2 separate regions of the Mus musculus genome follow, and region 1 is linked to region 2. A link is a contact called in public Hi-C data. All regions are on one chromosome and are shown on one strand. The core of a region is the stretch at or near the end of the contact, and the rest is flanking DNA. Distances in the headings are between cores, read along the strand shown. Region 1 has its middle 110 kb from the start of A1cf. Region 2 overlaps Sgms1 (sphingomyelin synthase 1).

Region 1 (4,339 bases), core at 1,661-4,160, 210 kb after region 2:
GGGTCTTGGACCACTTTTTTCAATTCCTTCACCTGTTTGTGTTTTCCTGTACTTCTTTAAGAGATTAATTTGTTTCCTCTTTAATGGCTTCTATCTGTTTAACTGTATTTCCTGAATTTCTTTCAGTGAGTTATTTATATCCTCCTTAAAGGACTCTATATGTTCATGAGATAAGATTTTAGATCAGCTTTCTGATTTTCACATATGTCAGTGTATCATGAGCTTTGCAGGCTTTCCCTCCCTCTCTTTCTTTCTTTTCCCCTTCCTTCCTTCCTTCCTTCCTTCCTTCCTTCCTTCCTTCCTTCCTTCCTTCCTTCCTTCCTTCCTCTCTCTCTCTCTCTCTCTCTCTCTCTCTCTCTCTCTCTTTCTTTCTTTCTCTCTTTCTCTCTTTCTCTCTTTCTTTCTCTCTCTCTTTTTTGTTCTCTCTGTTTTACTTCCTTCCTTCCTTCCTTTCTTTCTTCCTTCCTTCCTTCCTTCCTCTCTCTCTTTCCTTTCTTTCTTCCTTTATGTATGTATATTGTGTGTCATGTGCATGTAGTGTGTATGCTCATGCATGTGAGTGCATGTTTGTGCACATAGTTCAAAGCTAGAAGTTGACCTCAGGTGTACTTCTTGATTACTCTCCAGTGTTTTTCTTGAGATTAAGGTCTCTGGGTGAACTGGATTGTGCAGATTCTGCTAGCCTCAGTGCCCAGCTTCCCTGGGGAATCCTCCAATGCTGAGATTTCAGGCAGGCTGCCACACACACCTGGCTTTTATATGGATACTGGGAATCCGAAATGTGGTCCTTACGCTGGCATGACAGGCAAACCCTTCATTATGGGAACATCTCAGCTCCTTATCTGTTTATTTATTTAGTCTTTTTTTTCCCCATGTAGGATCTCAGCCTGACCTTCAGCTTGCTATAGAGCCAAGGATGCCCTTGAATCTGTGGCCCTCCTATGAGTAGCACTCATGAGATTACAGATGGGTGCCATGACTGTAGACCTGGTTTAATTATTAGTTGTAGCTTCATTTTAATTAGATTAAGGTTAATTTCATTTCTGTTTGCCAATAAGGCTTTTGTAGTAAATGTTTTTTTTTCTTTCTCTATTACACAAAGCCATAGACACATAGTGCCTGTCTTTTCACTTCAACTATGATTGGCACTAGATTTAGTAGCTGTCAGCCTGATCCATTCCTTTAAAAGACAGTCAGATATTTCTCCAAAACAGGTTTCTTTTGTCTCCTGGGAAAAGCAACATAGCAACCACTGATAGTGGGGTATTCACCAAGAAGACTATTGAAACATGGGTTTAAGTCAACCGAAAGTTTTTATCAGCCAGCCAGTGACTACACTGGGTGTTCATGATCCCAGTGTAGCACCAAGCCTTTCTTAGGGTGAACTTTTAGGCATAATATCCTAGGGAAAAAGATGGCCATCCAGCTATAAGAACCCTACAGAACTCCAAATTAGCAGCACTAGAAAGTAAAAGCCTCACAAACTATTATAATTCAAATACTATAGGTAAAATATTTAGAACACAGAGTAAAGAATGGGTATTAAAAGCAGCAAGAAAGAAAGGTCAAGTCACTTATAAGGATAGGTCCACCTTCTACCATGCCTGGTAGTGAGAGCATCCAGACTGGGGGGCTGTGTATATGGTGGTAGGCTTTCCTCCATCTGAGAGCCTGGGTCAGATCAATCAGTTCTGTTCTATGGGCTTGAGCCAGGGAGTTCTCACACCAGAGAAAGCCATTGTTAATACAGGGAAGCAGAACTGACAAACACACAGAAACACACACACACACACACACACACACACACACACACACAGAGAGAGAGAGAGAGAGAGAGAGAGAGAGAGAGAGAGAATAAAGACAACCAGGGGTGGCCATGTTTATAACCTGAACAGACAGAAGGATCCAGAGACATCTTAGTTCCTGGACACTGGATCAGCAGCCAAGTCTGACCTCTCCTTTATGTCCAAACAGAAGGCATCTTAACCAGACTTACCCTTGGAGGTGACAGACCAGGCAACTTTCTAATTTGTTTCCTTTGGAATGGAGGTGTCATTTCAAAGGTGCCTTTGAAGCATTAGGCAGCAATTGACCCTAGAAGTTCCCTGATCACCATACTCTTCCTTGCTCCAATGGCCTCTGAGAACCCCAATATCTTGAGGTCTAGAGCTTGGGACTTCAATGCGACCCCCAGAATTCTTCTTTTCTCATTTGTGAGTGTTTAAGCACAAAAGCCATGCTCTGCATTGACATACTTCAGTTAACAAAAACAGGCAGAAGCAGCACTGTAGAAGCTACAGAGCAAGGTTAGTACATTTTGAGGCTTTCCCAGAACTATGAACATATATGGATTGTTTTTTGGTTTTAGTTTTGGCATGTGGCACTGTCTATGTGCTGAGTTTTATGGCCTGAATGGTGCTTCCATCATGGAATCAGTTGTGCTAAGGTCTGGGCCTCTGTTCCATTTCGAGATGCCCAGTGCTCCCTATTGCTTCATGGTCTTGTCACTGGAGAGAAATTGGACATGTGCATATTTCACAAGGAAGGAAATAAGAACAGCCTGGTGCTTCAACTGCAGTGAAAATGACAGCGGTTGATTTAATTTCTCTGAATTTTATTTTATTCATTTTATACCGGAAATCATGGTTCCTTAAAACATTAACATTTTTGCTCATTGAGAAAAATTAAAATTTTTATTAACCACGAATTACTGTGCTGGTTAGTTTTTGCCCACTAGACACAAACTAGAGTCCCCTGGGAAGAGGGAGCCTCAGCTGAGGAATTGCCTCCCTTAGCCTGGCCTACAGGCTTGACTGATGATTGATGGAGCAGGGTCACTCTTGGCAGCAGCATCTCTGGGCAGGCAGATGTAAATTCTGTAAGAAAGCAGGTTGAGCAGGCAGAGGAAGGAATCCAGGAAGTAAAGCCTCCTCTCTCTGCTTCCTCCCTCTCCCCACTTCCTGTTCAAGGGTGAGCCAGATTAACCCTTTCCTCCCTCAGTCACTTTTTAGTGGCCATTTTATCACAACAGAAGCACTAACTAGACAATCACTTTCTAGTTCATTGAACTCGGGTTTTGAATAAAAGTAAGAAAAAATTATCTGCTTTTCAGTTCTAAAGAAATTTAGAAAATTTCTCCTTTCCCCAGTACCTATAGGGTTTCATTGTTTGCTTTCAGAAATCAGTGATGGACTGTAGCCTGGGGTTGCTAGCTAAACTAAACACTCCCTCCTAGAAGTTGCTTTTCTGTCAGGATATTTTATCATGGTAACAGAAATGAACCTAGACCAATGAGATTGTTCTGTTTTGTGGTGTGTGCGCATGTGCACACATGCGTGCACATGTGTGCATGAGTGTGTATGTGTGTGTGTTTATAGTATTTGTTAATTATTGGTAACAATATTATATTCATTTTTACAGAGAGATTTACTGAATTTAAACCCCTGCTTCTTTGTCTATACTTTCTTAGATCTCAGGTGTGTTGCCTGATCTTGTTTTCTTGGAGTTCTGTTCTGAAACCATCTGGGTGTGGTGACTTCAATTTATTTCATTTCATTTCATTTCATTTCATTTCATTTCATTTCATTTCATTTCATTTTTCACTTCTGAGAAAGCTCTTCTGTGATTCTTCTCTATTTACCTATAGATATTTAGTATATATAGTATTTAGTCTCGCCATCTCTACTATTTGTGAAGAAATTATTTTCTAGACCATCTTATTTAAGTTGTCATTTTTGAATGGTAGGCTGTATACTGTATATTTTAGGTATTTTTCATTTTCTGTAGTTTGTAGATGATCTACATTTGTCATCCCCTCTGGGTGGCCTGCTCTTTCCACCAACCCCTTACCATTTAGCTAAGTGACCCCTGCTCAGAGAACCACCTCACCTAACATAGCTTCTTTTCCCTTTTTTCCATTTTTTTTTGTGCCAACTCTCTTCCTGGCAACTCACTCTCTTATAATGTAGACCTATGGAGTCCTCTCATATTTTGATTGGAAGCGTAACCTTTAATGGCTGAGCCATCTCTCCAGCCTGAGTCAGCTATGTGTTAGCCATTCTGGCCCCAGTGCCTAAATGTGATCTGATTGGTAGCATTTCTCTGTAATAACTATTAAAATGAATACAAACCCAAGTATCCCCTGCTGCAGACCCTCTGGGTCCCTTTGTCTGCGTGGAAAGGGTCTCTAGTCACAGGTGGGCAAGGAGTCGGCGGGAATGACAGACAGATGCACACAGGAAATTGTGTAGAATCTGAATGTATTGTCACAAAGTGAACACCAGTCTTGTATAGGACAGAAAATAAAGGGGGTAGGAAGTCACAGCAGGCAAAGTACATT
Region 2 (4,611 bases), core at 226-2,725:
TGGAGCCCTCAGTGACGCGTTCTGTGCATTGTCATTCTGGAATCCAAGTCTCCTAAATGGGAATCCATGGGGCTTCTGATGGAGGGTGATTTAGGCTCAGGCCCTTCAGGGATCAGCACTGAGTCTTTAGAAACAATCTGTTAACTAGATTTGGCCCACCAGATGGTGGAAGGATTTCTGGTAGCGAAAAGCAAAATGGAAAACCTCACAAGGTGAACTTACCTAGGCGATGGGGATGGATCAGCTTCCAAGCAAAACAAGTTTCTCTTCAAAAGTCAGAGGAAAGGTGTCACAAGGGATTGGAAATTATGTTCTCCTTCAGCAAAGTATTGGGTCGCATGTGGCTTTCCTTGTCTTTTTGTAGAGTCTGTGGAGATAGGATGTCTCTCCAAACATTTGAGTAATGAGGACCTTGCTCCAGGAAGAAGATGGGCTGAGCAGAGTGTCCCTTATAAGATCAAAGGAGTCCTCATTTGGGGAATAGACCTTTAGCATCTGACCAGAAAAGTCTTGGTTACTTGTGCCAACATAACAATACTTTTTAAAAAGTTCTCTCTCTCTCTCTCTCTCTCTCTCTCTCTCTCTCTCTCTCTGTGTGTGTGTGTGTGTGTGTGTGTGTGTGTGTGTGTGTGTGTGTGTGTTTATACACAGTCTTCTGAGTCTAGGCAAGTGCATGCAAATGGTTGAATGATCGTTCTCTTCCCTTTTCTTTGTTTTGGTTTTTTGAGATAGGGTCCCTCTATAGCCCAGGCTGTCCTGGAACTTGCTGTATAAACCAGGCTGGTCTTGAACTCAGATATCTGCCTGCATCTGCCTCTCAAGTGCTAAGATGAATGACCACAACCACCTGGCCATTTTTCTCCTTTTGTCATGTGGGTCATGGGGATCGAACTCAGGTTGTCAGGCTTGGCAGCAGATACCTTTATCCTCTGAGCCATCTCACCAGCCCTCTCATCTATAGTTTACTGAGACAACCTCTTGAGGTTTTGAGAGAAAGGTGTCAGAAAAGGGCCCAAAGGATCTCTTGATAAGCTCTATTGTTTGGTCAGTATTCAGTATTCAGGGCCTTTATCAAGCCCGCTGATCAACTGGATGACAGATCAGTGACCTAATGAAATGGAATTTCTAAAAATACTGTCTCCTTCCTGGCCCCCCTCCTTATCTGTCACTGCGATGTTGCTGAGATGTTTCCAGGCTGCCTTTGGAGCTGGACAGGAAGTAAGGAGTGAAAAGCTGTAGGTTGGGTAAGAAAATGGCAATTTAAGACTTAGTGTGTACTCCCCCAACAGCTGGAGTGCCGCATCTGTGCCTCATGCCTCCGTGTTTTCAGCATGTGTGACACAGGCACCTTGCCCATGGCATTTGATCTTCTCACCTCTCTTTTCTATTTTCACTGTTGTCTGACCTGCTTTGTTTAGTTTGAGGAAGTGGATGTGGGTGAAAGTTGGTCTGGGCCACGCTGATGTGTGTGCACTTCCAGTATTGCGACTCGCTGTGATCAAAGGTTGTTGTGAGAATGGCTAGAGTCAAGGGAGCAGTCCCGAGGGTTAGATGCCCAAGGTTTGGTGGAGGGAACATTGGCTTCCTGTGACAATGGCTCATTTGCTTAGTGGCACTGAGAGGCGCTGGCTTACTTTGTGCGTTCATCTCCTCCCCTCTAGGTCCTGTGGCGAATTTTCTTAACATTTTCTAGCACTTTATGTGCATGTGTCTATATTATTTTCAATCAAATTGAGTATAAGACAGATAGAGTTCCAGTATACCAGTTTTAAATCATGCTTAAGGGTTTTAATGCTCTTGGAACAGTAGGGGACTAGTAGATCATGAAAGACTAGACAGAATTAATATGATGATAGTTTGTAAACATCAGGTAGTAAAATAAGTTTGATATCTTTATTTTGCAGTATTGGCGCTAATGTTCTGTGATTCCTCTTCTCTCTCCCAATTCCTGTGATTTTTCTTCTTCCCCCCTCTGTCTGAAGGAGACAGTACTTCAAAGGAAATCTTAGATAGCATACTATTTCACCCTCGTAATTTACTGTAATTGCTGTTCAATTATTTACTTTTGTCAGTTGACTTTTCCTGTTCTTTAATTCTGAAATGATACTTGGACTGTGGCCTGGTCGTGGTATGGAAGTGCATATTCTGCCATCCGTATCCTGTGACTGGTCCTGGATGGAATGGTCTTCTCAGGAAGACTGCTCCAAGTGTAGACTCAAGGTATGACTGCTGCCTCCACACCTTATGGAATTAGAGGGCAATCAGGTACCTGTTATGTGGTGCCGCTTTAGAAGTGGGCTCAAATCTAAGTCATAATGACTTCTATCATTTTTAAGCTCATAAAAAAAATTATAGCTTAGGATACTGAGACTCTGAATTAGCGGATCCCAATCTTCCCAACACTGCAACCCTTTAACGAAGTTTCGCATTTTATGGTGACTCCCAACCATCAAGTAATTTTATTGATACCTCATAACTGTAATTTTGCTACTGTTATGAATCTCGTGTTGTCTGACAGTTTCAGGTCCCTGCTGGGAAAGGGTCATTTGAAACACACCCCCCACCCCCACCCCAGCGTTGTGACCCACAGGTTGAGAACCCCTGCTTTCTATGGCCATCACCAGCTCCATTTTGGTTAGTTGTTTTGTATTGAGATGGCCTCATTTTGTAGACCAGGTTGGTCTTTAACTCACCATGTAGCCCAGGATGATATCAACCTTACAGCAACTCTGCCTCAGTCTCAAAACTGCTTGGATTTCATTTTGGAGCATCCCCATCCACCGGGAAATTGTTTATCTTACAAATTCATCATTTATCAATTTACTATCTCCTGGTACTATGATGAGCCATGCAGTATTTCAGTTTTTTAGAAGATTTCTCTATCTTTCTTTCTTTCTTTCTTTCTTTCTTTCTTTCTTTCTTTCTTTCTTTCTTTCTTTCTTTCTTTCTTTCTTCCTTCCTTCCTTCCTTCCTTCCTTCCTTCCTTCCTTTTTTTTTTTTTTTTTTTTTTTGAGACAGGGTTTCTCTGTAGCCCTGGCTGTCCTGGAACTCACTCTGGAGACCAGGCTAGCCTTGAACTCAGAAATCCGCCTGCCTCTGCCTCCCGAGGGCTGGGACTAAAGGCGTGCGGCACCACCGCCCGGCTTCTATATTTCTTAATCAGAGCTCACAGTAGCTGTGCAAGGATGGAAAGTATTAAAATTGCATCCTTGTAAGTCAGAGAGCAGTGGGAGCAGCAGGACAGAAGTGGGGTGCCCGTGCTTTAGGTCTCTCCACTCCTCCTCCCCCACGCCCCAGGGGCTCTGTTCCCTGATGGGGTTTGCGCAGTTTGGGAATTGCAGTGTGCTCCTTCCTCTGGATTTTATGCTTGTTGTATCTGATATTGAGGAAATTCAAAGCACCTGACCAGGGTCTGGAGATGCTCAGGGAAGCCCACACTTAACGATACCCATCCCATGTACCACAGGGTAGCAAGCACAGCCCCTTGAGGGACCATTCGATACCATCACAGACTCTCCCATGTCACTGGTTTCTGCCACTCTCTGTTAACTAGCCCAAAGGCAGACTATGATCACAGTTAGGGCCTTTGCCTTGGTGTCCCCGTTATTGTTGTAACAGAGTGGAATTTGAGCCTGAATGTCTGAAAAAGTAGTTTTGGCATTCTTTTTACTCTTGTATTATTTTGTTGTTCACATCCGACTTTGTGATTGGTTTCAAAGTGAGTAGTTGTAAAGCAGATGAAAAATACAGCACCTCTGAAGGGTACGTGGAAGATGCTCGCTTGCTGTGCATCTGCTGTGTGTTGAGGGCTGCAATAATAACAGGCACACCAAGCAAAGGCTCTAAACGTGATCATAACCTGCCTTCAGGTAGTTGCAGGCAGTGGTAGGAAAGCTGTCTGTGGCAGAAAGCAGACATTCAGCTTCTGCCTCATGTGCTTAATGTGCTAGAAACCCAGCGTGAATGCCTTCACGTTCCTAAGCTCTTATTATCCAGCTGTTTATCCAAAGAAAACGCTGGAGTAAGCTGAGAGCTGTGATGTTGCTTCTTGACTGCCCCAGCCAGCTTACTGGGGCTCTACCCACTGGTGTCAGTCCCTGGAGCAAGAATATCATGGCGTCTGGGACTTGCGTCTGAAGAACATTATTCACAACATGATGTAGTTAGTATCTTGCTGAGGATACCCACTCTAGTGACCCAACTTGTTCCAGTTAGGCCCTACTTTTGAACTTTCTGAACATCCCCACCCCCTGCCCCCCAAAAATAGCTGTACGAGCTAGAGGATGCATATGCAAACCACGAGCCCATTCAGAAGGTTCCAGATCAAACCACAGTACCACTCCATCTAACATTATTTTGGCTCATCTGTAAAAATAAGTCACTCAAAAAGTAATGTGTGATGGCATAGAGCAGTCATAAGCTATAGTTGCTGGTGATTTTCTGTATTTTTATACATAAGTTGTTTTTATAGTATGCTAAAACAGACTTTCCTGTCCCATGGTTGGTGGCAGGAATTGATAGAAAGGTCATTGGACCTAAGACTACCCAACTCCAAAACTTTCATCTCGTTCCTTAATTTCCATAATTATATATATATATATATATATATAT

The links. Hi-C and Micro-C count contacts between places; a contact is called where the count stands out from the background.
Region 1: a Hi-C map of cortical neurons shows a contact between it and region 2, with 2.8 times the contacts expected there. A contact is called at or near these places in 3 of 484 Hi-C or Micro-C datasets (the Ba/F3 cell line, adipose-derived mesenchymal stem cells and cortical neurons), 1 of 130 datasets of targeted methods (large pre-B cells) and 1 of 9 other capture datasets (adipose tissue).

What each region holds. Positions count from the first base shown.
Region 1 is chr19:31,974,637-31,978,975 of GRCm38.p6, reverse strand. No RefSeq gene overlaps it. Among named protein-coding and RNA genes, the nearest start is that of A1cf, 110 kb to the right of the region's middle.
Region 2 is chr19:32,183,530-32,188,140 of GRCm38.p6, reverse strand. The region is part of intron 5 of Sgms1 (sphingomyelin synthase 1); the gene reads left to right. Among named protein-coding and RNA genes, the nearest start is that of Asah2, 83 kb to the right of the region's middle.